7 separate regions of the Mus musculus genome follow, and regions 2, 3, 4, 5, 6 and 7 are each linked to region 1. The links are chromatin contacts, called in public promoter capture Hi-C maps. All regions are on one chromosome and are shown on one strand. Each heading gives the region's core, a stretch centred on a gene start, on an enhancer-like site or on the middle of the called end of the contact. The rest is flanking DNA. Distances are from core to core; before and after follow the strand shown. Region 1 holds the start of Mief1 (mitochondrial elongation factor 1). Region 2 holds the start of Micall1 (microtubule associated monooxygenase, calponin and LIM domain containing -like 1). Region 3 holds the start of Pdxp (pyridoxal (pyridoxine, vitamin B6) phosphatase). Region 4 holds the start of Nol12 (nucleolar protein 12). Region 5 holds the start of Rbx1 (ring-box 1). Region 6 holds the start of Slc25a17 (solute carrier family 25 (mitochondrial carrier, peroxisomal membrane protein), member 17). Region 7 holds the start of H1f0 (H1.0 linker histone).

Region 1 (3,589 bases), core at 548-3,047:
CCGGTACAGACACAGCACTGCCTCTCGGCTCCAAGGGGCCATGGGGGACCGACGTGTACTAATCGTCACACTCTACAGAGAAGACACAGAAGGCTAGAGTCAGAACTGATGACAGCAGGGCCTGCTAGACACTGTGTGTGTGTGTGTGTGTGTGTGTGTGTGTGTGTCTGAGTTGGGGGGAGGGAGGGATGGCAGGGGTTCTTAATGCCAGACTCAGAGACTTCCAAGGACTCATGGCAAAGCTGGGATCAGCTTCCTCCCTGTAAACAGCCCCTCCTGGAGAAGTTCAGTTTAAGGCTCACCAGGGTTCAAGAAGTAGAGTTTGAGTCCTGGCTGTGCCATCCCACTGCCCGGGCACTTAGCATAAAGTACAGTGGGCATCAGCTTCCTCATTGTAAAACAGAGATAACAAAGACATCATGAGAGTACTTACTACACAAGGTTATTTTGAGAACTGCTCCTAAAAAGCCCCTGTAATGGGACTCTACCAGACAGTGTGGCCTAGAGTAGTTAAAGACCAGGATTTATATCTGGATCCTGGTACCACCATATAAGCAGCATCACGCTGATTGGCCTTATTGTTTTAATTACTTTTTTACTTTTTTCTGTATGGGTATTTGCCTGCATGTTTGTCTACATGCCAGTTTGCCTTGAGAGTGTAACACTGTCATATCCTTAGACTGGAGTTATAATATATACAGTTGTGAGCCACCACAGAAGTGCTGGAAATTGAGCCTGGGTCCTCTGAAAAGCAGCCAGTGCTCTTAACCACAGAGACATCACTCTATCTCTTCTTTCTTTCTTTCTTTCTTTCTTTTTATTCTTTCTGTTTTTGCTTTCTTTTGCTTTTGTTTAATTTGGTTTCCTGATGCAGGGCCTCTCTACGGAGCTCTGGCTGTCCTAGAACTCACTCTGTAAAGCAGGCTGCCCTCAAACTCTGAAATCCTCCTGTCTCTGCCTCCTGAGAGCTGAGATGAAAGATGTGTGCCAAGTATGTGACATCATTCCCAAAAGGAAGTGATTTGCCCACTCACCAAAACAATCCAGACCCTAACTCGCTGGAATGAGGTGGGGGCGGGGGGGGGGGGTGTCTTACATGTGTGCACTTCAGGGCGTTCAGCAAACTTTGCCAGCACAGGGCCCAGGGCTCACCAACCTCAAAACTAGGCTGGAAGGAGGAATCCTCCCCATAACCCTATGAGGAAGAAACAGTTGTTGTATGAGCCTGTATGTGTTTCAGGGGTGAAGGGAGTTCCTGGATGAAAAACAAAAAATGATCTGAACTTTGGGCTCCAAGACAGAAGCAGTAGCCTCTGACCTTGCTAACTTCCAGCGCGAACCGGGGCAAGCCACCGCTGTCCCTTTTTCCTCAACTGCAGAACAGCTCCCCTTTGGCCCTGAGGGTCTTCCGGGATGCAAAAGATGCAGAAAAACAACGGAGGGCTGGAAGGAGAACGTCACGCAGGGGCTGGAACGAGGTCGCTGAGTGACTGACTACGGGCTCCGATCGGGGTACAACGCCCAGAGGACGGGAACGCAGACCCCGGGGCCAGGCTGGCTCTGTGGCTTGAGGCAACCGGGTCTTGAGGCGGGGCGGGGCGAAGCTTGGAGGCCCCGGTGGGAGCCGGTAGCCCCCAAACTGGCCCGAGCTCAAACGGGCGATCCCCGGCCGCCCTCATTCGCTCCCTCACTCACCCGCGGACCACGCGCTACCTTTCCTCAGGACTCGCCACTCGCCCAGTACCTCTCTCCGGGTCACCCATCAACATGGCCCCTCTACTTCCGGGGCACGACCTCGCTCGCGGGGCCGACGGAGACGCGACAGGGAGCGCGGAGGCGGGCGGAGGCGGAAGCACTTCCGGTCGGCCCCTCCGTAGCCTCCCTCCGGAGGCGGAGCCCGGAACTTAGTCCAGCGCTGCCCGTCGTGGGGCCCCGCCCACAGACGCAGCCCCGCCTCCTAGGTGACGTTACCTAGCTCCACGGCCCCTCCTCCGAAAGCGTTACTGTGCAGTCTCTGTGTAAACTCAGTGCTGGCTGGGTGTGGCTTAAGGGAGGAGCCGCAAGTCGTCGCCCTCCACCTGCTGCCTACGTCTGGCCTGCGAGAGGCTCTGACCACACTGAATTGATTACTTGACACACTGCATTTTGTCCAACCCAACCTCTCTGTTTGGTAGACTTCAGCATTCCAGTGTTACACTTGGGAAAATCGAGGCCGAGGGAGGCAGGGTCATTTGCACTGAAAGCTGAGCCCTGCAGAGGCTCACAGTGGGTCCAAGCTCAGTATTCCTCCAAAGTGTGTGGCTTTCCATTCTTTTAGGCCGCCCTACTTTGCTTTTTAAAGAAAGAAGTTTGTGACCCAAATAAATCTAGTTTGTGAAATTTCCAGCTAGAAGACCGGGTAACCTATCCCTCGGGACAGTCTCCTAAGTAGACGAGTTTTCCACTCGTAAAGGACAAGGAGACCCTCTGGGGGAGACCTTAGGATTACCCACTCACACACAGAGTCTCGGATGTCAGGATTACCTTTTCCAGATTCACTAACCTTCCCACACTCACCCCACTCCTGCCCCATGCTCCCAGTATAATGGGGGCTAAACATTAAAGTGTCTTCCAGCCCCCACATATCTGTGGTGTTTTGGAGACCAGAGACCAGCCAGCCGAGACACTGATGCAAACCTCAGGGTTCAGCCAGGTTTCACAGAGCATGGGCAATCTGGGATCCTCTGGACTGGGTACAGGACTGGACATAACTATCAACTCACATCATAAGGAAACAGGACCTTATAGGAATTGCAGCTCAAGGGGAACATTCATTTACCCAGGGCACAGGTTCAGGTACAGTAGGCATTTCACTGGTGAATGGATGGACTGTGTCTTAGTCAGGGTTTCTATTCCTGCACAAACATCATGACCAAGAAGCAAGTTGGGGAGGAAAGGGTTTATTTGGCTTACACTTCCATACTGCTGTTCATCACCAAGGAAGTCAGGACTGGAACTCAAGCAGGTCAGGGAGCAGGAGCTGATGCAGAGGCCATGGAGGGATGTTCTGTACTAGCTTGCCTCCCCTGGCTTGCTCAGCCCGCTTTCTTATAGAACCAAGACTACCAGCCCTGAGATGGTCCCACCCACAAGGGCCTTTCCCCCTTGATCACTAATTGAGAAAATGCCTTACAGTTGGATCTCATGGAGGCATTTCCTCAACTGAAGCTCCTTTCTCTGTGATAACTCCAGCTGTGTCAAGTTGACACAAAACTAGCCAGTACAGACTGGAAGGTCAAAGAAAGGTCAGGGGTCAGAGTGATCAAGTCTGTCTGGTTTGGAAAGGGCCTTTGTGCTGGTGGTACACTTGGGGCAGCGGGTTCAGTTTCCTGAGCCTTGCTTTGCTCCTGTGAATGCACTTGCCTAGTACACACATTGCCCTGGGATGCATTCAGTGCTGAAGGAGGACAAAGAAGATGACCTCATGGGACTAAAGATTAGAATTAAATGTCAGAGAGCATGAAAAGGTCGCCATTGTGGTTGGTGGCTTTTGTTATTATAAAACATAATTCTCTTTCATGCATGGGTAAGCACAAAGGGATTTGGAGCC
Region 2 (3,520 bases), core at 588-3,087, 1.1 Mb after region 1:
GCCTAAAACCCTATCTTCCAAGGCCCTGGGACACTTGTACCACTGAAGACAGCAAAGCAAGTTAGAGTTGGGCAATCCTTTCAGGGCCCTCCCACACCCTGTCTTATGGAAACATAAGACATAAGCCTGAGAGGGGAGAGAGAGAAGGTTCTGGAAGCTGGAGAAGCCCTCCCAGGAGTCTGTCAACAAAACAGGACCAACTGTTCTAGTTATGAGATTGGCTACTGAAACCTGGAGCAGGAGAAAGACGGGCACCAGATGAACTGCCACTCTCGGCTTTATGAACACATTAAATGAACGAATGAAAGAAAGAGATCCCAGGGCTAAGGGAAGAAAGCTGAGTAGAAGGCCGCCTCGGTTGGTTGTCCTGTGGGTCTGATTATATTTTCCGGGGAGACCCTTCTGAGAAGCTCAGGTAGGAGGGATCCACATTCCAGCCGGAAGCTTCAGATTGGCAGTTGTCAGCTGCACTAGAGACCTCCCCTGCCTGGCTCCTAATTTCTGCTCCATCTTTGTTCCCCACTGTAACCAGCAGAGCCGCGGGACCATACACCTAGACAGATTCCTATCGAGGTGGTTTGGGGAAGTAGTGTACCCGCAGTCACCTGACAGCCATTTAGCTAGGAACCCTGTGCCAGAAACGGGGTTAGTGCCCTACAGAGTATCTGCCCAAAGTGCCTTACAAAAGCTTTCTCCTCCATCCCTCTAGGTTCTTTGCGCCTTAAATGTAAATGGCAAACTAGCTGAAGAGAGAATTAAAACTAATGACCTACATTCCCACGGAAGTCCCACAAAATATGGGACTTGCTGTGCCGGATGATAGCCGCTTATCTATAGAAAGGAATGGGGTTTGTCTTCTAGGGGAGGGAAGGATGGGGAAGTGAGTAAAGCCGAAGCCCGGCAGCTTCTCCCAGGTAGGAAGTGATCTGGGGCCGCATTCTTTCTGAAGACCCTTTCCGGTAGGTGCCCTTACAAAGATGTAAATTTCTATTAGAAAGAAGTCAGCCTCCCAGAGCACCCGGGGACCAGCTCGAACTTAAAGGAAGCCTAACTGGGGGAGTGGCATATTCTCATCTCCTACAGTCAAGTTTGGGGTTACTATGCTCTGACGCCAATGGAGGAAGCGAGGCTCAGTATTTCTGCTGGAGCCTAGAGTAACGACGTCCCGAAGGACGGGTCAGAGTTCCCTCTTAGAGGTCAGAGCCTGACACCAGTGGCCCGAGGTGGGGGAGGGGGTGCACGGTCTTGGGGTCTCGGGTGGCCCTGCTCCGCGTTCAGAAGCGGCGGGTGTGAGGTCCCGGACCTCTCAGGGCGGCGCGTGCCACCGCGTCATTGAGGGGAGCGGCGGTCCCCAGCCCCGCGTGCTCGCTCGCGCACCCCGGGCACTCACAGCAGGTCGGGCCGGTGCCGGTGCAGGATGGCGCAGAAAGCCAGGCCGTCCCGGAAGGAGCTGCTCAGGTCGCGGATGTCCACGCCGCGGTAGCCCTCGCACTGGCGGCGACACCAGGCCAGGAGAGCGCCCCGCGGCCCCGCCATGGCAGGCCCGGCTCGGAGACGGCCCGGACTGGGGCTCGGACTTGGGCTCCGGTTCGTGTGGCTCCGACTCGGGGTCAGGTGGCACTGGGCTGCCGCTTGCGCTCCGGCAGGGCCAGTTTCCGGCTGTGTCTGCGGCGCGGCTCGGAGGTCGGGGCGCCACCGGCGGCCGGGGCGGGGCCTCGGTGTCTTCGCTCCGCTCTGGCGCGGCTAGGGCTGCGGACTCGGCTCCCGACCCCGCCCGGCCAGCCTGCCCCGACCTGCCCGCGAAGCCTCCGCCCCGCGTGGCCCGGCCCGGGCGGCCGCCGCTTACTCACCGCGGCCCGCTGTCCTCATTGTGGGCCGGCCGCGGGCGCCCACCGCCTCCGTCCCCGCCCCTGCCCGCCCGCGTCGCGGGGGAGCGCGAGGAGGATGGGGCCCCACCCTGCGGCCCCGCCCCCGCCGTCGAGCCCCTTCCCCGGAAGGGCGGACGCCCCACATAGCCCCTCTCCTCCAGATCGAGTCAACCCTTCCCTTGGGGAGCCCCTCCTGGAAGAAGGGACAACTCCTCGCTGGCTAGCCCCTCCCCAACGCCACCCCGCAGTCTCCCCAGGCCCTCCTACCCCAAGAGGTGGGACACTCTGGCTTTGCTGCTAGCCTGCCTCAAGCTCACCCTTAGGAACCTTCAGATTCTCCTCACTGACTTCTCTGAACCACACCCACGACTGGTCTGAAAGTCGAGGCACTTTCCCCACAGATCCCAGACCTCCAGATGGCCACCAGCTTTCTTCCATACCCCACCGCGCTACAACACTTCGAACGCCCGCCCCTCCCCCCACGGCCTGCCTAGGGGATCCAAACACCTTTACTACCACCAGGCCAGAGAGCTATGTAGTATGACAGGCTGGGGACCCCACAACCAAGTTGGTCCTTTCTGGTTCCCTCTCTCCGTGTAAACTAGGGGATCATAGATCCTTCCGGGGCTCTGTCTCTTCAACTTTTAGAATGGCTGGGCTCTTGCTGAAAGGACCTAGAAACCGACACAGAGGAAAACCTCTGCTTCCAACGCCTGGTTTGATAGTTTCTTCAAGACCCCACCAGGAGACCCCTCCCCCAGAGGCGCCTCCTAAATAAACCCAGGCTGATGAATCAGCCCCGCAGAGATGGTGACATCACTCTGACCTATGTGTAGCTTGTAGGAATGAGTCTGCTGCTCCCTTCTGAGGGAATGAACAGGGTTTTAGTCATCTGAAACAGGATTTTGGAGTTCTGTTAACCCAGGCTCAAATCCTGGTTCCCTCCCTCCCCAGCAACGTGATCTTGTGTCACCTTGAATTATAGTTTCATATCTTGAAAATGAAGATAGAGCCTTGTAGTTTATGCCCGAGAGGTGCTTGCCAGCCTGGGCTACAAGAGACTTGTTTCAAAACTTAAAAACTGGGCAGAAGCTGGGCATTGGTGGTGCATGCCTGTAAGCCCAGCACTCGGAGGCAGAGGCAGGTGGATTTCTGAGTTCGAGGCCAACCTGGTCTACAGAGTGAGTTCCAGGACAGCCAGGGCTACACAGAGAAACCCTGTCTTGAAACCGCCCCCCCCCCAAAAAAAAAAACTGGGCAGAATGGCTCAAGTGTTCATACATGGCTTGAAGGAATCCTGAGGTTACAATATAAAACTGTCTCAAAAATAAATTGGAGCCTGATATGGTGGCTACCTTTATCCCAACAATCAAGAGTCAGGTGGGTCTCTGGATGTTGAAGGTAAGCTGGATATAGAGTGAGTTCCAGGACAACCAGAGTTATAGAAACCCTGTCTCCAAATAAATAATAGGGCCAGTAAAATGGCTCATCAGGTAAAGGCCAAACTGTTGATCTGAATTCAATTGTCTACACCCACACGATGGAAAGAGAGAGCCAACTTCCAGAAGTTGAACTCTGACCTCCATGCAGATGTCATGGCACACAAGGCTTCCATAACCATAAACACACATAATGGACACAAGAATAAACGT
Region 3 (3,374 bases), core at 576-3,075, 1.3 Mb after region 1:
AGACCACCCTTCAAGGGACCCTGGAGAAGCCCTTGCCCCAGAGCTTCAACCCAAGCTTTTTGGGAAATCGGACTCGATAGTAACAAGATGGGGGAAAAAAGGCTGCTACAGCTGTGACCTCTAGATTTGTGGGGAGAAGGTTCATGTATGAGGTGAGGGTAGGTCTCAGGCAGAGCCAGGAAAGGCCCAGACAGTAACTTCCTTTTTCGGCTACACCAGCCTGACGGTATGCCTCCTCCGGGAAGGCTTCCCAGATCCTCTCCACAGGCATCCATTTCACTGCCCCATCTCGAACCCGTGACTCCCTCACTTCCTGCAATACCACCCTGCAGAACCCCTGAATTTGGTATCAAGGACTATGTGAGCCAAAGGCTAGCAGAAGAGAGTGGCAGAGATATGTCCATGTCTCATCTGGAGGAACCAAACCTGTCTATAGCCATTCATCACTATCTGGTAAGTCTCTGATCCCTCCATCTCTTGGGGCTCATGCCAGAGGTCAGCGCTTCTGTTTAGGTACAGGCCTGAACAGCCTGGACTGCTCTTGGATGGGTGGATGGATGGATGGGGGGTCCCCAAAGGCCAAGTCAGGTTCCCCTGCTCTATGCTGTGTGTTCCCTGGCAGCTCACCTCCCTTAAGTACCAATTTCTTTAACTGTGAAATGGGCCAAAACTCTTATTTTTGAACTAATCTGGAAAGGAAATGAAGGCACCATTAAGGAGCTTCAGGAAGCTATTAATAAACTAGAGGGCTGGGTTCAAAAGCCTGGGGATAACCGACATGGTAAAGAACCCCACTGGAAACCAGGTTCCGAGGTTATGTAACTCACAGGGTTAACCAAACAGGGCCAGAACTGGAACTGAGGTCAAGCTCCACTACCTTCCAGTCTCCCCACTGGCCTAAGGTCAAGCTCCACTACCCCCTAGTTTCCCCACTACCCTGATTCTGGATGCGCGGATCCAGCTCTCCACCGGCATCATCCTTCCAGACCGCTTCGACAAACCCTCCTGCAAAGTGGGTGGGGCCAATGACAAAAGCCCAAGAGGCCGGTTCCAAATCTGTATCCCACCTGCAATTCCCTGAGCTACAGTGAGCCTAAGGTGGCTCGTGTGTCAAACTGGTCCTCGGCCACTATCCGACAGGCGGCAGCTGCAGGAATTCCGAAAAGCGCGTCAGGTCCCAGCACACATCCCCGCGCCCAGTCCCGTGCTCACCGGGGGTCCGGCTTCCGTCGCTGAGCGGGTGCCAAGGGTCGCGATCGGTGGCCACGAGCAGGCAGTCGGGGTCGCGCAGGTGCGCGCACGCCTCGGTCAACCTGGAGAAGGAAAACTGCTCGTCGTAGCCTACGAGCACGGCGCGCACGCGCGGGTCCTCGCCGGGGTCCCCCGCCAGGCGCAGCCCCGCGGCGCGCAGCTCAGCGCGCAGCCCCTCGCCTCCCAGCACGAACACTGCGCCCGATGCGTCGGGCGGCCCGGACAGCCGCTGGCGCAGGAGGCGCGCGGCACACAGCGCGGAGCTGAAGAGCTGCTCGGCGCGCAGCCCCGCGAAGCCCAGGCGGGCGAAGCGCAGCGCCAGCTCGGGCCGCGCGCGCCGGCTGTTGTTGCTCACGAACAGCGTGTTCTTGCCGGCCCGCGCCAGCCGCTGCAGCAGCTCAGGGGCGCCCGGCACGATGCGTTCGCCGTTCCACAGCACTCCGTCGCAGTCGAACAGGACTCCCTGCGCCTGGCCCAGCACGTCGCGCAGGGCCGCGCCGCGCAGCCGCTCGCAGCGCGCCATGCAGCCGGCTGGCCGCTCGCACGCGCGCGCTGCGCTCCCTCCGTGGACAAGGGGCAGCTTCACCAATTGGCGCGCAGAACGGGGAGGAGGCGGGGCTACGAACACAGGCTTCAGCCAATAGCGACTAGAATTTAGTCGAAGGTGCTGGCCGATCCCGAAGGAGCTCGGAGAAAGGGGCGGGACCGCGGGCGCCACTAGAAGGAGGCGACCAATGAAGAGACAGCCTGGTCTGCAGCGAATCGCCGTGCGCTTCCCAGCCAATTAAAAACGTAGGCCAGATGGTTGCTAGGAGAAAAACAGAGGCTGAGAGAGATGTTGTCTTCGGGCCACATCTTGTTGCCCTCGGAACCATTGAGGCTCATTAGAAACATGTGGATGTGATGGAGCCAGGGCTCCATCACCCGTGACTTCGCAAGCTGGCCTGGGCTCTTAGACCTGGTCAGTGATCCTTCTGGTCATCTGACTGTGCTGTGGAGTCTCCTGGGGAACTTGTTTTTTTTTTTTGTTGTTGTTGTTGTATAATTTCCGTTTAGTAAGATGTATACTTTATAGTTCGATGGCTTTAGATAAATGATTTTTAAAACACAGGTACAGGTCAGTGGAATGGTTCAGCAGATGATGGCAGTTTGCTGTCAAGGCTGAGGACCCGAGTTCCTTCTTCAGAAACCTCACGGTGGAGAGAACATACTCCTTCCAGTTGTTTTCTGACCTCCACACACACATCCACACAGATGAATGTTAAAACGTTCTAGCCGGGCGATGCGAACACATACATTTAATCCCAGCACTCAGAATCAGAGGTAGGAAGAGCTCTGATTTCCAAGCCAGCCTAGTCTACAGAGCAAGTACTAGGACCAAGGGTATTCAGAGAACCCTGTCTCAAAAAACAAAAAAACAAAACAAAAAAAAAACCCAATAAATAAATAAATAGATAATCAAACACATGGCTGTAAGACAGGAACCCAGAGATCTGATTTCATGTTTTATGTGTGTGGGGGCACTAGGCACTATTTTGATGGCCAGGCCCAATTGGTAACCCATTTTATTGATGGGGTGATCCCAACTGCCTAGGTCTCCATTTTGTAGACGGAAACCTTTTAATCTGTCAAGCCTTTGAATAACCAGTAATTCAAAGTATGGGGACCAGGGATGAACAGGGATCTGTACTGTCACAATATTTTGGTTCTAAGCAGAACTGTAGCTGTCTAACCCAGAGCAACTGAAGGGAAGAGACCGAAGAAAAACCGTGCCTTTGAGGCCCAACTATTTTCTGTTCTTTGTGCCTTTTGTAATGGGTTTCTTAGCCTAGAAGACCATAGACAGCATGCCCCTGCCTCCACTCGGTTACTAAATTGGGCTTCCAGATGCACTGACCCACTTCTGCCAGCCCACTCCCAAAAGACCCTCAGGTGTAGAGCTGAAAGGAGCGTTAGCCTGGGACTACACAGAGCAACTCAGGGAAGGCCATGGATAGCTCAATCCCTGCTCTCGAGAAAACTGTGTGTTTATGTGTGTGTGCGCACACACACGGGCGTGTTGGTCTTCAGAACACAGACTGGGTGGAACTGCTAGACTGTCTCAGAAGAGAAACCCATGATCC
Region 4 (3,338 bases), core at 713-3,212, 1.3 Mb after region 1:
CTCCCTTATGCTGCCTTTTTTTCAAGAGTATTTTACCACAGTCACAGAAAAAGCCACTAAAACGGAAATAAACACAGCGAGAATGGCCTTTCGGTCCACACATGGGACAGCCCTGTGTACTCCCATCGTATGAGAGCATGGTTCACGGAGCAAATTCTAGAGGAGACTCATCCCTCACACGCGGATCCCCAGCGTCTCTATACGCTGCTCCCGTCACACTCACACTGCGGTCCCATAGCTGCCTCTAGCAGACCTAGCCAAGGCTGGCCCTCCCCTGGGAGGTGAAACCCTACCCCACCCTCAACCACACCTCTTCCCGAAGTTTCTTCTGCTCTTGCTTAAGCCGCTGCTTTATCTCTTCAATGGCTGCCTTCTTGCGCTCTACCTTCCGCTTGTGGAAGCCTGTCAGGTACTCCCTGCAAGAAGGAAGAAGGGGAGAAGCCAGGGGAGTCAGGAGGAGCCAGGAGGAAAGCAGGGCTCTACAGAGCTCCATAAGTTGCCTGACTCTCTCCTACCCACCAACCCATTTTACCCTCTCACAGCCAACCCTTAATTTATAGATGGGGACTCTGAGGAAGAGACTAGGATACTCATCCAAGGTCACAGACAATGCAGTCACAAGTCATTCAATGACAAAGGTACCTTCGAGAAATGAGTTGTGAGTCCTTGCTGGACCATCAGAGTGTACTTACATAATAATCCTGGGTGGTATAACCTACCACACACCTATGCTGGAAGCTATAGTCTCAGTACGCGCTCCATCACTAACCAAACGTCACCTAGCTCACCTGGCCTTCCTGCCCCTTGCTAAGTACACAAAAGGCCAGGTGGTCAATACACAGAGCTGGTGGTCACTGTTCCCACACTGGCAAACTTTATTTCATAGGAGTCACTTCTAGTAAGGCTTTCTAATAATGCCTTCACCCAGACCCCAAAACTCTTTCACTGAACCAACCAACAACCAGTCCTCAAGGCCACCTGACTCCTGAACCCACCTGGGTCCTGTGTGGCGGGTCCTAGGAGTGCCCCCACCTTCCTGACTCGTGCTTCCTTCTTCCTGTCTAATCTCTGCTGTTCCTGAGTTTGCTGTATTGGAAGTTAATTACGCTTAGTACCTTATTCGAGCTAGGCAAATGGTCTAATAAATTAATTCGTTTATATTGTCTTGGAGACAGGGACAAATTGTCCAAATGCCCATACCGTTCTTGAACTTTCCCGCACAGGGTTTTACTTTGCAATCCTCCTGCCTCAGCATCCGGGATGGCTAGGATTATAGGTCTGCACTACCAGGCTTTGCAATTACGGTTTCCGTTGGTACACTACACCAGGGGTTTTAACTGTATTTTGCTACTGTTATGGATCGTAATGTAAATATTATCTCTTTTCCGATGGGTTTAAGGGGGTCGCGACCCACAGGTTGAGAGCCATCAGACCACAAGGTGCTATTTACGGTGACACTAAAAAGCAGTTCAGCCTCTGGTCTCAGGCTTGGCTGGCACGCAGTCTGGTGCGTGAATCAATGAACTAAACCTCTCTCATCCCATCGGCTCGTCCTTCGTCAACAACGACTGGGAGCCAGCTATGGGCTGTGACAATAGACGGCGCGGCACTCCGGTGGTCCAAGGCGCAGCGCTGAGAGCCGTAAACAGCGAGGGAGGAGCGGGCGACTCCATCCCCCGAGGTGGGGAAAGAGGAAGGCGAGCTCCAGCTACATCCAGGGGCGGGGCCGGAAGAACCCTCCGCGTGGGCGTGCGCGCCCTGTGCCTGGCGCGCTTCCCCCGGCAGCCCGACGGGAGTCTCTTTCCACCCTGCCACTCACCGCCGCTTCTCTTCATCAAAGTTGAGAACGAGCCGGGGCCGCCGGTCGTCTCCATCTCTTTTCTTCTTCTTCTTGTTGCGGCCCATTGCAGTGAAGCTTCCGGCAGCGTGGCCGCTTCTGACTTTAAAACACTTCCGGGTGTAGCAGTTTCAGATTTCCGGTAGGGCGCTCTTCGTGGCCTTGTTCCACAGTTCCGCAGATTTGGCTCCACCTTTTAAAGGAGCCTCCCGTCCTGCCTCAGCTTTGGTTCAGGTCTTCTGAACAATCCTCCCAGAATGGCTTCGGTGAGAACTAGGCTCCCCGATTCCATCATCTGACCTGCCTCGAACAAGCGCTCAATCTGGAGTTATTTATAAACCGCTAAGAATTACTGAACTTAATTGAATTCAGATGTCAACTCTTTCATGATTTCCTTGAGCGAGGGAAACTGCCTAGATGCAAACACTGGTATTCCTTTACAAAGTATGTGACTCAAAAGCAATTGCCCCCCTTTAAAAAAAAAAGATTAAATCATAAATTATGGGCTAGGGGAGGTGGCATACATCTTTATCCCAGTACCTGAGAGGCAGAGGCAGGTGGATCAAAGTCAGCCTAAGCTACACAGTGAGTTCCAGGACAACCAGAGCAGAGCTAGACAATAAAGAGACCCTGTCTATAAATAAATAAGTAAGATTAAAAAAATACTGTGCCTAAGTGAGTTTAGGTCTACTGTATGAGGACCTACAAGGCCAGAAGACGGTATGAAATCCCCTGCAACTAGAGTTACAGATGGGGGCTGGTGAGATGGCTCAGCAGGTAAGAGCACCCGACTGCTTCCGAAGGTCCTGAGTTCAAATCCCAGCAACCACATGGTGGCTTACAACCATCCCTAATGAGATCTGACTCCCTCTTCTGGTGTGTCTGAAGACAGCTACAGTGACTTACATATAATAAATAAATAAATCTTAGAGTTACAGATGGTGTGTGAGTCATGTGGGTACTGAGAATCAAACCTTGGTCCTCTATAAGACAAGTAGGCACTGTTAACCATTGGAGTCATCTCTCCAGCCCCCAAATTGCCTTTTTCTTTGTGTCTCACTTTCCTATTTATAAAATAGAGATCATTGTAGTGACTTTGTAAGGCTGTAAAGAGGTGGCCCTGGAACTCTGGCATGCACTTAAAGGCTTGCTGAAATCCAAATTGAGGGTTCAGGGTTCAACACACTTGGCAGGGCCCCAGAATGTCCATTTCTAGAACATTCTCTGGTGACCCTGAATATTGCTCCTGCGTGCAGCAAACTGAGAGCCGTGACTGTGGTGGGACAAGTGTGTCGGGTCAGAAGTGCATAACACAATATTCTCCCAGACTCAGTTGGTGCAGAGGGAAATCTCTGAGTTCGAGGCCAGCCTGGTCTACAGAGTAAGTTCCACGACAGCCAGGGCTACACAGAGAAATCCTGTCTCAAAAAACCAAAGCCAAACGGGGTGGGGGGAGAGCAGGGATTGTGCCAGTGATCAAATGTGAGCTAGATTGTCTGAG
Region 5 (3,741 bases), core at 500-2,999, 1.2 Mb before region 1:
AGCCACAGGGCCTACCAAAGAAAGGATGTTTTTGGATTATACTATTTGGACTATATCAGAGGACAACAGCAGACCACCTGTACACTTCCCCATTCCTTGAAAGATGAAGTATATGAACATGGGTATCTTCAATTTTTTATATATAATGTAAAATAATTTAGCTAGCCAAACCAACGTGAGAATATTAGTACTATTTTCTGTACAGCTTTCCCTGACAGCTGTGGAAGAACTCAAAATCTGCATAAGCACGGGCTCTCCACAAAGTTTTGGACTCAGAGGCAAGGAAGTGAACAGACTGAACTAAGATAATAAATGGACCACTAAGTGGATAATCACAGGATAAGCTGGATAGCAAGTTACCTACCCAGTTTCAGTACACAGAACGAGGTCATCACTTAAACCTTAAAAGAGCACTGCAAGCAAAGTAGAATCCACTGCGATTTTCTTTTCCTCTTACCAAGTAAACTGATGTTCTCAACGTTCATATATCCAAACAATTACTTTGTTAGCTCCAGTAAGTCGACCTAAGACTTCTTATGTTAGACAAGGCACCCTTTTCAAGGACTACTTTGGTTTGACTTTCCAAATTCAAGCATAAGAGTTTAGTAAATTCTACATTACATTTTTATTTTTCATAATGGCTGCAGGCTGTAACTGAGCAGCAGTGGCCACAATGAGATGACACAAAAAGGGGGTGGGGTGAGGGATATTCTCAGCGACACGTTCCAAAAATAATCCATAAAAAGAAAACACCTTGCCCTCTTCAAGATCTTCATTTTTAACAGATCTGTGTAATCTTAGGTAGGAATCAACACTTTTAAAGGACTAGCAAACTATGAAGGGGAACGGCATACAAAAGGACGTTTCATATTTTTGTTTTTCTGTTCTCAGGTCATTAGCAATTAGTACTCCACCTTCTTAAATGGCACAAGTTCTGGGCTTGCTTTTAAAACAAAGCCCACCAGGCTTTTAAATTATCATTTTGTGTTAGAAGTGTACAGGGACATCAGAGAACCACTGGAGTGGCAGATGCTATGTGACAACTAGTAGCCATCTCGTTAGAACCAAGCTTTACACTTGACTGTGGGTTTAGAGGCCAATGGAGGCCGCCATACAATCGAGGGCCCACGCCAGGTCCCTCGGAGTCAATAGATTCTAGGATCCAGGAAGGGGCGGAGCAAGAACACCGGCAGAGCCCCTCTGCGCTGTCATCTCACGTTCCCGGGGTTCTCCGCACGGCCCCATCCTCCACCCGCCGCAGTCTCTTCACGAGTCTGCATCCCACCCACCCCACCCTGTCCTTCCCCCACCTCTCAGTCACTTCAGTGACAGCTCAAGCGCTTGGCTCCCGCATCGAAGTCAACCTCGCGTATTTCAGTAAGCAGCTCTGCGATTGGCCCCACAGCTTCCCCAGCAAGACTAATAGGGCCCCAGACACTGGGCCACCAGCATGCCGATCAACCCTAGGCCCGCCCCCCGGCTTCCGTTCTTGGTGCCCGGTCCCAGGAACGCCCTGAAATGAAGCCCTTTCCCCCGCGCCTAGCTCTTCCTCGGGCCTGCCAGCCATATCCGCGCCTCCCTAGCTTCCTTGAGGAAGGCGCTGGCGAGCCCAACCTTTTTAACTTCAAAGCGCTTCTTGCCCGCGCCGCTGTTGGTGCCGCTGGGGGTATCCACATCCATCGCCGCCGCCATTTTGGAAACACACAGTCTGTCGTGTGACCACTGCGCCTGCGCACCGGCTCACTTTCCGCCGCCTGCCCCGCACACCAGGCGCCTCCTCCCGCACCCCTCCCCTCATTGGCGCGAGCGTGGAGAAGGGGCGGAGCCTGCGGTCACGCCCCTTAAAGGCGCAGGCGGAGGTTTCCCGCCCCCCTCCTCCCCATCTCTCTCAGCTGGGGAGGAGGCTGGAGTGATTGAGGCGGGGCCGGGCGGGGCCGGGCGGGGCCGAGAGAAGGGAGCCAACCGGTGGGAACGTCCGTGAGGTCTCGATGCTTCTCGCATTCTGGGAAGCCCTGTGGTCTGACTCCTTCATTTGGGGCGGCGGCTGCTTCCTTCTTCTGCCCCAGGACTTAAGCCCTGGTCCAGATCCACAGAGCTGCCCCCGAGTCCGTGGTTGCAAAGGGCATGGGCTGGTCTTTGGAAACCCGAAACTCCAAACCGGCCTTCTGCTGACCGTGGTCGGCTTCGGAGCCAGGCGGTGTCTCTCTGGAGGCCTGTGGCCCGGCTTACCAAGGCCTGGTCACCGTCTGCGTTATCAATTTCAGATTGGGAAATTATTTGATAGGGAGAGAAGAGGCCCAGGAGCAAACAGAGCAGGCATTCTGCAACTTTGCCTTTATCTTCTCACAGGAAAGGTGATGGGGATGCCATAGTAAATCCCATAACCAGCCAGTTCTAAATGGTCCTCCTTTCTCCTCATTTCCTATCGAGTTTTGCTACTGTGCTACGATTAAATTAGTACATTTGTAGTGGCTGAACTTGAGTTCTGGTGAGGCATTCTGATTTTCTTACCGGTCATTACCATCGAGCTACAGAACACATACGTTTTGTAAGCTTCCATGATTAGTCCAGCCCTCCGCTGTTTTGTCTCCTAAATTTGCGGAGTTATGACTAGAATACATCACCCTTGAATTTCCTGTGTGTTCTAGTTCCCTCAACAGTACAACAAAAAGGGTTTTACCGGAAATGTGCCCCTCCCCCCCCCCAGAAAGGGTTTTTCTCTGTGTAGCCCTGGCTGTCCTGGAACTCAGGACTGGACCTAGGCCGGCTTCGAACTCAGAAATCTGCCTGCTTCTGCTTCCCAAGTGCTGGGATTAAAGGCATGCGCCACCACTGCCTGTCCTGAAATGTTCTGTTAAAAGAAATACTTGCTGGTGTGTAATGCGGTGTGTCATTGATGCACTTGCTAAGCAGGGCAATACATCCTGAATACCACCACAGTTTTAACTTGCACAGAGACTTGTGAGAGCCCTGCAAGGTGTGTGTGTGTCTGCCCAAGTTCTACCTCCCACACTAAATCTGTCATTGGTCTATGTGTCTACAGACCCCCTAAGGGATGCTAGAAACCCATAGTTAATTAAGATACTGAGGACATATTTATCCATTCGTCAACAACTATCCTGAGTATGTTACTTCGTCTTTTAATTTTTGGTTTATTATTATTATTATTATTATTATTATTATTGAGATAGGGCCTCACTCTGTAGCCCAGGCTGGCCTTGAAATCTGAGCAATTCTGTTGCCTCTACCTCCCAAGTGCTAGGGATAGAGGGAGGAGAACCACCATGCTCAGCTACACTGGGTTCTGCTTTAAACAGGAAAGCCACAGTGAAGTCAACTCAGTAAGGAAATAAACACAGATCAACAACTATATCAAGGTGTCTCAGGTGGCAATACATGCTACAGAAAACAAGATGGTGAGATTGAGGGGAGGAGGCAGTAATACATGTACATTTGAATAAAGGCATTGGGCAATTTTGTTATTGTGTGAACATTCTATAAAGTACTTACGCAAACCTAGATGAGGTAGCCTGTTACACACCTAGGCTATATTATGAACTTACTTCTCCTAGTTTCCAAACCTGCACACGTTGTTACTGTGCTGAATACCATAAGCAACCTTAACACGATTGTATTTGTAGATCTAAATACAGCAAACACACATTAAAAATACACTATCAAAACTCTAGCGATATAACTCAGTTGTAGTGTACACAAGGCTCTGCATTGCATCTCCAGCAC
Region 6 (3,647 bases), core at 383-2,882, 1.1 Mb before region 1:
TAGCTCATGGATGAAGAGGAAAGCAGACACAGCAGTGTCAAGTTTGGAAAGTTTGAACAGTTCTGTGAAACGTGTGTACTGACTGGTTTTGTGTTCAACTTGACACAGCTGGAGTTATCACAGAGAAAGGAGCCTCCCTTGAGGAAATGCCCCCATGAGGTCCAGCTGTAAGGCATTTTCTCAATTAGTGATCAAGGGTGGGAGGGCCCCTTGTGGGTGGTGCCATCTCTGGGCTGGTAGTCCTGGGTTCTATAAGAAAGCAAGCTGAGCAAGCCAGTAAGAAACATCCCTCCATGACCTCTGCATCAGCTCCTGCTTCCTGACCTGCTTGAGTTCCAGTCCTGACTTCCTTTGGTGGTGAACAGCAATGTGGAAATGTAAACTGAATAAAACCCTTTTCTCCCCAACTTGCTTCTTGGTCATGATGTTTTGTGCAGGAATAGAAACCTTAAGACTATCACAGTGGAAGGGTAAAATACTGACTTTGCTTTTAGATTTACCTTTATGTGCATGAGTGCATTTATGTAAGCAGTCCTGGATTCTTTCAGAGGACAGAAAGCTGTGGCGTCTGTCCCGAGGGACATAGAGGGTTGTGTGATAGCAACTGAAGAGCAAGCGTTCTTAGCTGCTGAGCTATATCTATACAGCCCCAAATTGTCAGTTTAAACAAACTATGCTAGAGGTTTAACTACCGGGCCTCAGAGCCTTGATTCTATATCTCGCAGCGGGTGTTGGGATGGCTGAATGGAGAAACGAAGGTTGGAGATATTGACCCACCCCCTTATCTATGGCTATCAGCTTATCCTGGAGGGTTGCTTTTGTTTTGACGCTGTTTCTATAGTTCTGGCTAGCCAACTCCACTTCTCAGCATCCATGGTACTGGGATTACAGGCTACGTTTTAGGGTTTAGGTCTGTTTTGGCTTTTGTTTTGAGACGAGTCTCAGCCCAGGTTAATCTCAAATTCTCTCTGTAGCTGAGGGTGACTCTGTACTAAATTCTTTTAACAAAATTATTTAGTCGTGTGTGTGTGTGTGTGTGTGTGTGTGTATGTCTTAGTGTGCGCGGAAACCCGAGAAGGTCAGACCCCCTGGAACTATACTTGCTTGGGATACTGGGACCTAAACGAGGATCCTCTGCAAAAGCAGTACTTGTTCTTAACTGAGCCAACTCTTCAGTCCCCAGATCCTCTTTCCACTTCCTGAGTACTGTGTTTACTGGTGTTTATGGTTTGCTGGTAGTCATGCTAAGCAAGCACTAACAACTGAGCCTGCCAACATATATTTTGCAAGGAACTGGGGTGCAGGAGTCATTAAGGACTTTTATGTCCTCCCGTTTTATGGGCTTGACTAACCAATTTAGTGTGCAAGCACACTGACAGACTGAGGGGCTAGGAACCTTTGCAGGGGGTGCTCAGAACACAGATCCTTCCATAGCCACTGAGCATTGCTCCGCCCCTTGACCGATCCGGACCAATCGATGTTCAGGGGCGTTCCTGGGCATTTCACACTCGCCTCCCCGGCTGTTCTCCCCAGCGAACCAGGGCAGTCTGTGACCCGGAAGCAGTCGTTCTGGTGGAGGCGGGGGAGACTTCTGAGAGGTGGGGCTTGAGACGGTCCTTTCACGAACCCGCACACTCTGAGGCGCCTGAGTGAAAAGTGTGGCACCATGGCCTCTGTGCTGTCCTACGAAAGTCTGGTACACGCCGTGGCCGGAGCCGTGGTGAGGAGGGGTTTGGGGCTTCGAAGTAAATCTCGGGATGGGTCGGGGAGAAGGGCACGGGGGAGATGTGGGGACCGAATCTGTCACAACTGGAACGAAAAGGACGGGCATAAATGGAAAGTTGCTGCTACAAGAGGGAGGGCGAGGCCAGGAGCCACCCTCTGCCGCAGTCCCCTCTGGACTTTCCCAGAGACTGTCTGGACTATCAGTCACAAAGGTCCAGAGGGAATAGGGAAGAAGATAATTGCTATTTTCTTTGCCTTCTGAAGTTTAAAAGTTTAAGGCCAACCCTTCCCTTACCCAACTCTCACTGCACACAAACTTCGTCCAAATTGGTCCTGCGGAAAAACTAAGTGTGAAGATGGGGTGCTTGCTGTAAGTCTACTGCCAGCCTGGTGTCACACCTTATCCCAGGCAAGTGGCAATAGCTAATGGAACATTCCTAGTCAGCCTTATTGCCAGGAAAAGATAGGGTGTTTGTTTGTTTATTTTTTAAGTCAAGATCGGTGGTGTTATGTACTACCTGTATAGTTACTGTGAGTTAAGTGCTTTGTTCTTCGATTTAGAGGTATCTAAGTTCCTTCCATTTGACACTTCCCTTTTCCCTGAAACTTCACATTCTTGGCACAGGTAACATTCCTCCTCTGGTTCTTTTCCTCAGACTGTTTCCCATGTTCTTCCCTAACTCCCAGCATGTACCTTTAGCCATGTAGAGTCACCGTGGACCATTCCTATCCATTCAGACAGCTTATGTTCCGGTGAAGAGTAATCTGAGTTTTTTAATTCCAATTCTATCATATGTTTACCAGGTAATCTCAAATCTCACGTTTGTAATCTATGAAGAGGGAAGAAAATATTACACTTTTCTTCTAGACCTTGAGAAGTAGGTGAGGGAATATTACATGGTGTCTTATTCAAAAGAGTCGCGTTCCTTTAAATCAACCAGAAGTGCCTTTTGCTCGTTATGAAAGAACTGGGGTGGAAGTTTGTTGTGACATGTTTTCAGTTGGTCATAGGGACCTGTTTGACTGAAGTGGAAATGCAAATGGGGGGCCAAATGATTCATGACTTTGTGTAGGAAAGGGTCAGTGGTTGCACTTACTGATTGACATTTCAAACCCGATCCTCTCTGCTGCCCTGTGGAGAGTAGAATACGGAAGGCACATCTCTCTCAGGCAAGAGATGGCTGTGACCTATTGGTGGAAGGGGTAAGAGAGCATTTGCCTGGAATGGATTTATAAGAACCACCAGGATTTAATGATAGCTTGGGTGTAGCTTAGGGTTGCTTGTGTCTGACAAATTTTTGACTCAAGGAACATGAATGGTCTTCCTCCCAAGTGAACTGACAGTGGTTGTGAAGACTCAAGTTTGGGGGAAAAGTTAAACTTGGTTATAGTTTTGAAGTAGTTAAGGTTGAAGTCCCTGAGAATAGCATGACATTAAATGATTAACTCGCCAAGGAAGTGAACAGGGGACTAAGAAAATAACAGTGACCCAGTGGAAAAGCTGGCTGACCTTAAAAGGTGGGGGAAGGGAGCTTGTGTTACAGAGAAGGCTTGGTAACCAGTGTGGGGTGGAAGGAAACTGAAAAGTGTTCTGCCAACTGCTCAAAGGAAGTATTTCAGGGAGAAGGTGTCGTCCAAGTGTGTCATCTACTTCCAGGAGGTCAAGGAAGGTGAGGACCGAGAACCAGTCATTGATTGGGTTTGTCAAAATGATAAGCCCAGTGGTTAGTTGAGAAGACTAGTTTTGCAGGTTGGCAGGCGAAGTGGAGTGTGACACAGCATAGGAAGATGGAAAATCTGGTTGCTTTTTCTTTCTCTTAGCGAATGTCATTGGTTGAGTTCATTCTGTGGACCATGAGCTCTTCTAGGTTTAAAGAACATAGTGGAGAACAGTCATTTTCTTCACTAATTGTTGGTTCTGG
Region 7 (3,686 bases), core at 1,050-3,549, 1.2 Mb after region 1:
CTCAGATTTTTTCCTTTCCAGTTTTATTTTAAAGTTTTAAAATTACAACCACAGTAATTTCTCCCGGGCACTAGTTACACTTGTTTAAAAAGGGGTGGGGTAGGGTGCGCGAGTTTCTAATTTTATTAAAATAAGAGAAAGACAACTGTACAGATTTTTTTCTCCCAGCTCCCGAAGTGAGACTAAGTCCTAGTCTTAGATATGGATATATACATATACACACATGCACACAATCCTGCCTCTCTAAAGCTACCTAGCAAATTCGAATCAACTGGAGTATGTCTTACAGTCCACTCCCTGCCTCTCCCCCTCCTCCGCTACTTAGAAAAAAAACTCAAAGAGTAAAAGAGGTTGGAGGGTTTTAAGTGGCAGCTGGTAGACCTGAAGCGGCACCAAGCAAAGCCACATCTTACACAGGAAAGGGAAGAAAGGAAACGTACAAAGTCCTGCTAGGACGCAATCCATCAATCGTGTGGAAAAAACCCAAGTTTCCATAGGCACACTGAGGCACTTGGCTGATTACCCACCCCTCCCCCTAAGTCCACTCGCATTTAACCAGAGACTACTGAAAAAGACCCCTCCTTCCCAATGGCTAGATCCTGGTTGTGAGAAGCTATGGCTTCTCTAACCAGCTGTCACTTGGACCCCTTTGCCCCTTTAGACAATGGGGAGGCACTAGGGCAGAAGAGAAAAAGCAACCAGGTCTCCAACTTACCACCGTTGGTAGGGCAGCCCCAGGGAATTTTCCCTCCCTCCTTGGCCAGCTAGGTGGGGTGTCACCTGCTCCCCATCAAAGGTTTTGAAAAGCTCACGAGGGACAAGCAGTCTAAGAAAGTCTTGGAAGACAAACCTTAGTTCCTGGGTCCCCTCACCTAGCCAGAACTTTGCCAGTTCCTTCATAGTAAACAAACCACCGACTGAAACACACATCCTCCCCCCTCCCATCCCTAACCCCGTAAGAAGGTTAATATCAAATCAAGAAAAAAGTACGTCTCCATCATTACAAAGATGAGGTCTGTTTGCTGTCCTTGCACAATAGGTTAAGGAAAAAGGAGTCATTCCACAATGTCTGTATGAGGGATCCAAACTCTGTCCTCTTTAATAAAGTCAGAATAGAATGGGCAAAGGGTTGCAGATGGAATCAAGTGAGGAAATGTATTTACAGAAAACAGGAGGGAGGAAGGAGTGTCCCCAAGCAAAGTCTTCACTTCTTCTTGCTGGCCCTCTTGGCACTCGACTTGGCTTTGGGCTTCACGGTTTTGGCCTTCTTGGGTTTGGAGGCCTTGACTGGTTTGACTTTGACAACCTTGGGCTTTTTGGCTTTCTTGGGCGTGGCAGCCGGCTTCTTCTTGGCCTTCTTGACAGGGGTGGCTTTGGGTTTCTTGCTTGGGGCTTTGGAGGCAGCCTTCTTGGGCTTGGCTGCCTTCTTTGGAGTGGCCACTTTCTTGACTTCCTTCTTGGTCTTCTTGAAAGCCACCGACCTTTTGGGCTCATCGCCCTTGGCCAGCCTGAAGGACCCCGAGGCGCCCACCCCTTTGGTTTGCTTGAGAACACCGGTGGTCACTAGGCGCTTGATGGACAACTTGATCTGGGAGTCGGCGTTCTCACCCACCTTGTAGTGGCTCTTGATATACTTTTGGATGGACTGGCGCGAGGAGCCGGCACGGTTCTTCTCTGCCTGGATAGCAGCCACGATCATGTCTGAATACTTGGGGTGGTCCGTGGACTTCTTGGAAGCCTTGGCCCGTTTGGGCTTCGCCGCCGGGGCGGAGGTGGAGTTCTCGGTCATGGTGGCCGGCCTGCTCCCACTGTTCAAGGAGCCTTCCGATGGGCCAGCCCTCGCCGGAGGCTGTGCAGAACCTGACTCGCGATCTGCTCTCCCGCTCCACTAGCAGGCCAGACGCAAGTGCGGCTGCCGGGGACGCGGGCTACGCGTGGCTCCTGTCCTCCCGGCGCGGGTCGCGAGCTGCTCTGCGCTCCCAGCCCCCACCGTTCGGTCGCTCGCCCGGCGCCTGGCGCTGCCTCCGCCTCCACAGCCTCCCTTTTCCCAGCTCTGCGTCTGGCGCTCGGGCGGCGCATCCGGGTATTTAGCGGCGGCGGGCGGACCGCGGTGAGGACTGGGCTGCTGGCTGCCTGCTCCCGGCCCGGAATGGCGCCGCGCTGCCGCCATCTGTGTTTCTTCCGCCGAGCAAACTCGACCTTTCCCGGCGGCCCGGGCCTTCCCGCTGCCCGCCGTCTCTCGAGGTCTCTGCCCGGCTCCCTAGGCTTCCCTTCTGGGGACCCTGGCGCCCCGGCCGCCGCCCCCCGCGCCCGCCACGAGCCTCAAACGGCGCCGAGGAGCGCTGGGGCGCCGGCACATTTCCCCTTTGCGGGGGGCTGGCTCTGCGGAGCCGGGGAGCCCCGGGGCTTGAGACCCCCCGTCGGAAAGCTCCCCCCTGGGACTACCAGGAGCCCCACTCCCGGATGCCTGCGGGGTCCCCCAACCTGGCGGAGCGGCTCAGAAGCGGCCCCAACTAACACACGCGGCCCTGAGCTGGGCGACTCCCAGCCGGGCCGAGTCGGGACAAGGGGGGAGGGGTCGCCTCCCCAGGGTCCGGTCACCTCTCGGGGGTCACCCGACCACAGCTCCTCTGACACCCCTACCCCCTCTCTGCCTGCGAGGCCCTCAAGGAAACTTTCCCTGAAAGAGTTGGAAGGGCACTTTCAAACTTTGTCCCTTCCCCCTCTTGAGTCGCCTTCTCCCCTCGATGCACCCCCGGACCTCGGCGAGTTGATTGCTCTCTGAGCCCGAGCCCCCCAAAGCTTCCTGGGACCCCTGGAAGATGCGGACAAGCCTCCCGGGCGGCCTGCTCTCCTCAAAGACCCCCCACATCTCCCATGTATCTGAGTATGAGTTCATTTACATGCCTGCCTTGTTAGCTAGGGAGTTTTGGGGATGTAAGAAGCAGGACCACCACCCCCCAGGCCCACCCTAGGGGTGAAGGTCCCCTCTCCCACTGGCCTCTTCAAGGTGGGGTGTGGCTTGATGTGTGTGCAGTCTCTATCATAGGTGCTGTCCAATGGCTCTGATCAGACATCCTGGGGACCCTTAGGATGCGCAGAGGCTCCTTGTGCTTTTAGAGACTTGGAAAAATGGGGCGCAGCGGGAGAAGCCGAGGAGAGAGTTCTCCTTTCCCTGGTCGTGACTTAGGTGTAGGAGGTTTGCAGTCCACCAGGGAGCCGTGGTCCCGACCACCGCCATTTTGCTGGGAAGATGCCATGTCTTTGTTAAAATGTATCCATCTTTCCCGCCCTGCTTGGCAAAAATCCACCAAGTGAGCAAGGGGCGCCACCATCTGTAGTCCGACCTGGGGCTGTTGGGAGTCCTAGGCTCCGAGAGAGTTTAGAGGCTCCGAGATTTGCCGAAGAGACCCCCAGAGAGCCCAGAACCTCTTGTCTGCTGCAGACATCCTACTCACAATGTTAGGACCTCTTGGCAGCGGCTCCGTAGGGTTCTGGTGGTATTGCCTACCTGAGCTGGATCCCCGGACCCTGGTGTTTTTATTCCCTAGCAAAAAGGCACGAAAGTGTTTAATTAAACATTAACCTGGGAGTGGGGAATTGTAGCTGATCAAGATGAACTAACCTCTGCTAAGGCCTGGGGCTGTTTGTCACACCAGAAGGAGCAGCTTAGATGAGGGAGCTTT

The links. Promoter capture Hi-C pulls out the DNA fragments that hold promoters and counts their contacts.
Region 2: a promoter capture Hi-C map of liver shows a contact between it and region 1, with 4 times the contacts expected there. The contact joins the promoter of Micall1 here to the promoter of Mief1 in region 1. A contact is called at or near these places in 1 of 39 promoter capture datasets (liver), 1 of 115 datasets of contacts at active chromatin or transcription factors (pancreatic cancer cells) and 2 of 9 other capture datasets (adipose tissue and liver).
Region 3: a promoter capture Hi-C map of liver shows a contact between it and region 1, with 4 times the contacts expected there. The contact joins the promoter of Pdxp here to the promoter of Mief1 in region 1. A contact is called at or near these places in 2 of 39 promoter capture datasets (liver and pre-B cells).
Region 4: a promoter capture Hi-C map of liver shows a contact between it and region 1, with 4 times the contacts expected there. The contact joins the promoter of Nol12 here to the promoter of Mief1 in region 1. A contact is called at or near these places in 4 of 39 promoter capture datasets (cranial neural crest, liver and pre-B cells) and 1 of 484 Hi-C or Micro-C datasets (B cells).
Region 5: a contact with region 1 is called in a promoter capture Hi-C map of pre-B cells, with 5 times the contacts expected there. The contact joins the promoter of Rbx1 here to the promoter of Mief1 in region 1. A contact is called at or near these places in 5 of 39 promoter capture datasets (the 3T3-L1 cell line, the C10 cell line, hippocampal neurons and 2 more).
Region 6: a promoter capture Hi-C map of pre-B cells shows a contact between it and region 1, with 8 times the contacts expected there. The contact joins the promoter of Slc25a17 here to the promoter of Mief1 in region 1. A contact is called at or near these places in 11 of 39 promoter capture datasets (the C10 cell line, embryonic stem cells, frontonasal cranial neural crest and 7 more), 2 of 484 Hi-C or Micro-C datasets (B cells and embryonic stem cells), 4 of 115 datasets of contacts at active chromatin or transcription factors (embryonic stem cells, large pre-B cells, pancreatic cancer cells and 1 more) and 1 of 9 other capture datasets (adipose tissue).
Region 7: a promoter capture Hi-C map of liver shows a contact between it and region 1, with 5 times the contacts expected there. The contact joins the promoter of H1f0 here to the promoter of Mief1 in region 1. A contact is called at or near these places in 2 of 39 promoter capture datasets (both in liver) and 1 of 115 datasets of contacts at active chromatin or transcription factors (kidney).

The regions. Positions count from the first base shown.
Region 1 is chr15:80,232,288-80,235,876 of GRCm38.p6, reverse strand. Mief1 (mitochondrial elongation factor 1) reads right to left here and starts at 1,797. Exons shown (of 6, transcript NM_178719.5): 1 at 1,696-1,797; 2 at 1-72.
Region 2 is chr15:79,107,300-79,110,819 of GRCm38.p6, reverse strand. Micall1 (microtubule associated monooxygenase, calponin and LIM domain containing -like 1) reads right to left here and starts at 1,837. Exons shown (of 16, transcript NM_177461.1): 1 at 1,391-1,837. The coding sequence starts at 1,536.
Region 3 is chr15:78,912,370-78,915,743 of GRCm38.p6, reverse strand. Pdxp (pyridoxal (pyridoxine, vitamin B6) phosphatase) reads right to left here and starts at 1,825. Exons shown (of 2, transcript NM_020271.3): 1 at 1,213-1,825. The coding sequence starts at 1,774. Gm30368 (a long non-coding RNA gene) reads left to right here. Exons shown (of 6, transcript XR_003951546.1): 5 at 1-453.
Region 4 is chr15:78,933,557-78,936,894 of GRCm38.p6, reverse strand. It overlaps Nol12 (nucleolar protein 12), which reads right to left and starts at 1,962. Exons shown (of 6, transcript NM_133800.3): 1 at 1,820-1,962; 2 at 311-416. The coding sequence starts at 1,905.
Region 5 is chr15:81,464,324-81,468,064 of GRCm38.p6, reverse strand. Rbx1 (ring-box 1) reads right to left here and starts at 1,749. Exons shown (of 5, transcript NM_019712.3): 1 at 1,615-1,749. The coding sequence starts at 1,692.
Region 6 is chr15:81,358,750-81,362,396 of GRCm38.p6, reverse strand. Slc25a17 (solute carrier family 25 (mitochondrial carrier, peroxisomal membrane protein), member 17) reads left to right here and starts at 1,632. Exons shown (of 9, transcript NM_011399.3): 1 at 1,632-1,720. The coding sequence starts at 1,667.
Region 7 is chr15:79,026,825-79,030,510 of GRCm38.p6, reverse strand. It overlaps H1f0 (H1.0 linker histone), which reads right to left and starts at 2,299. Exons shown (of 1, transcript NM_008197.3): 1 at 7-2,299. The coding sequence starts at 1,789. The coding sequence ends at 1,205.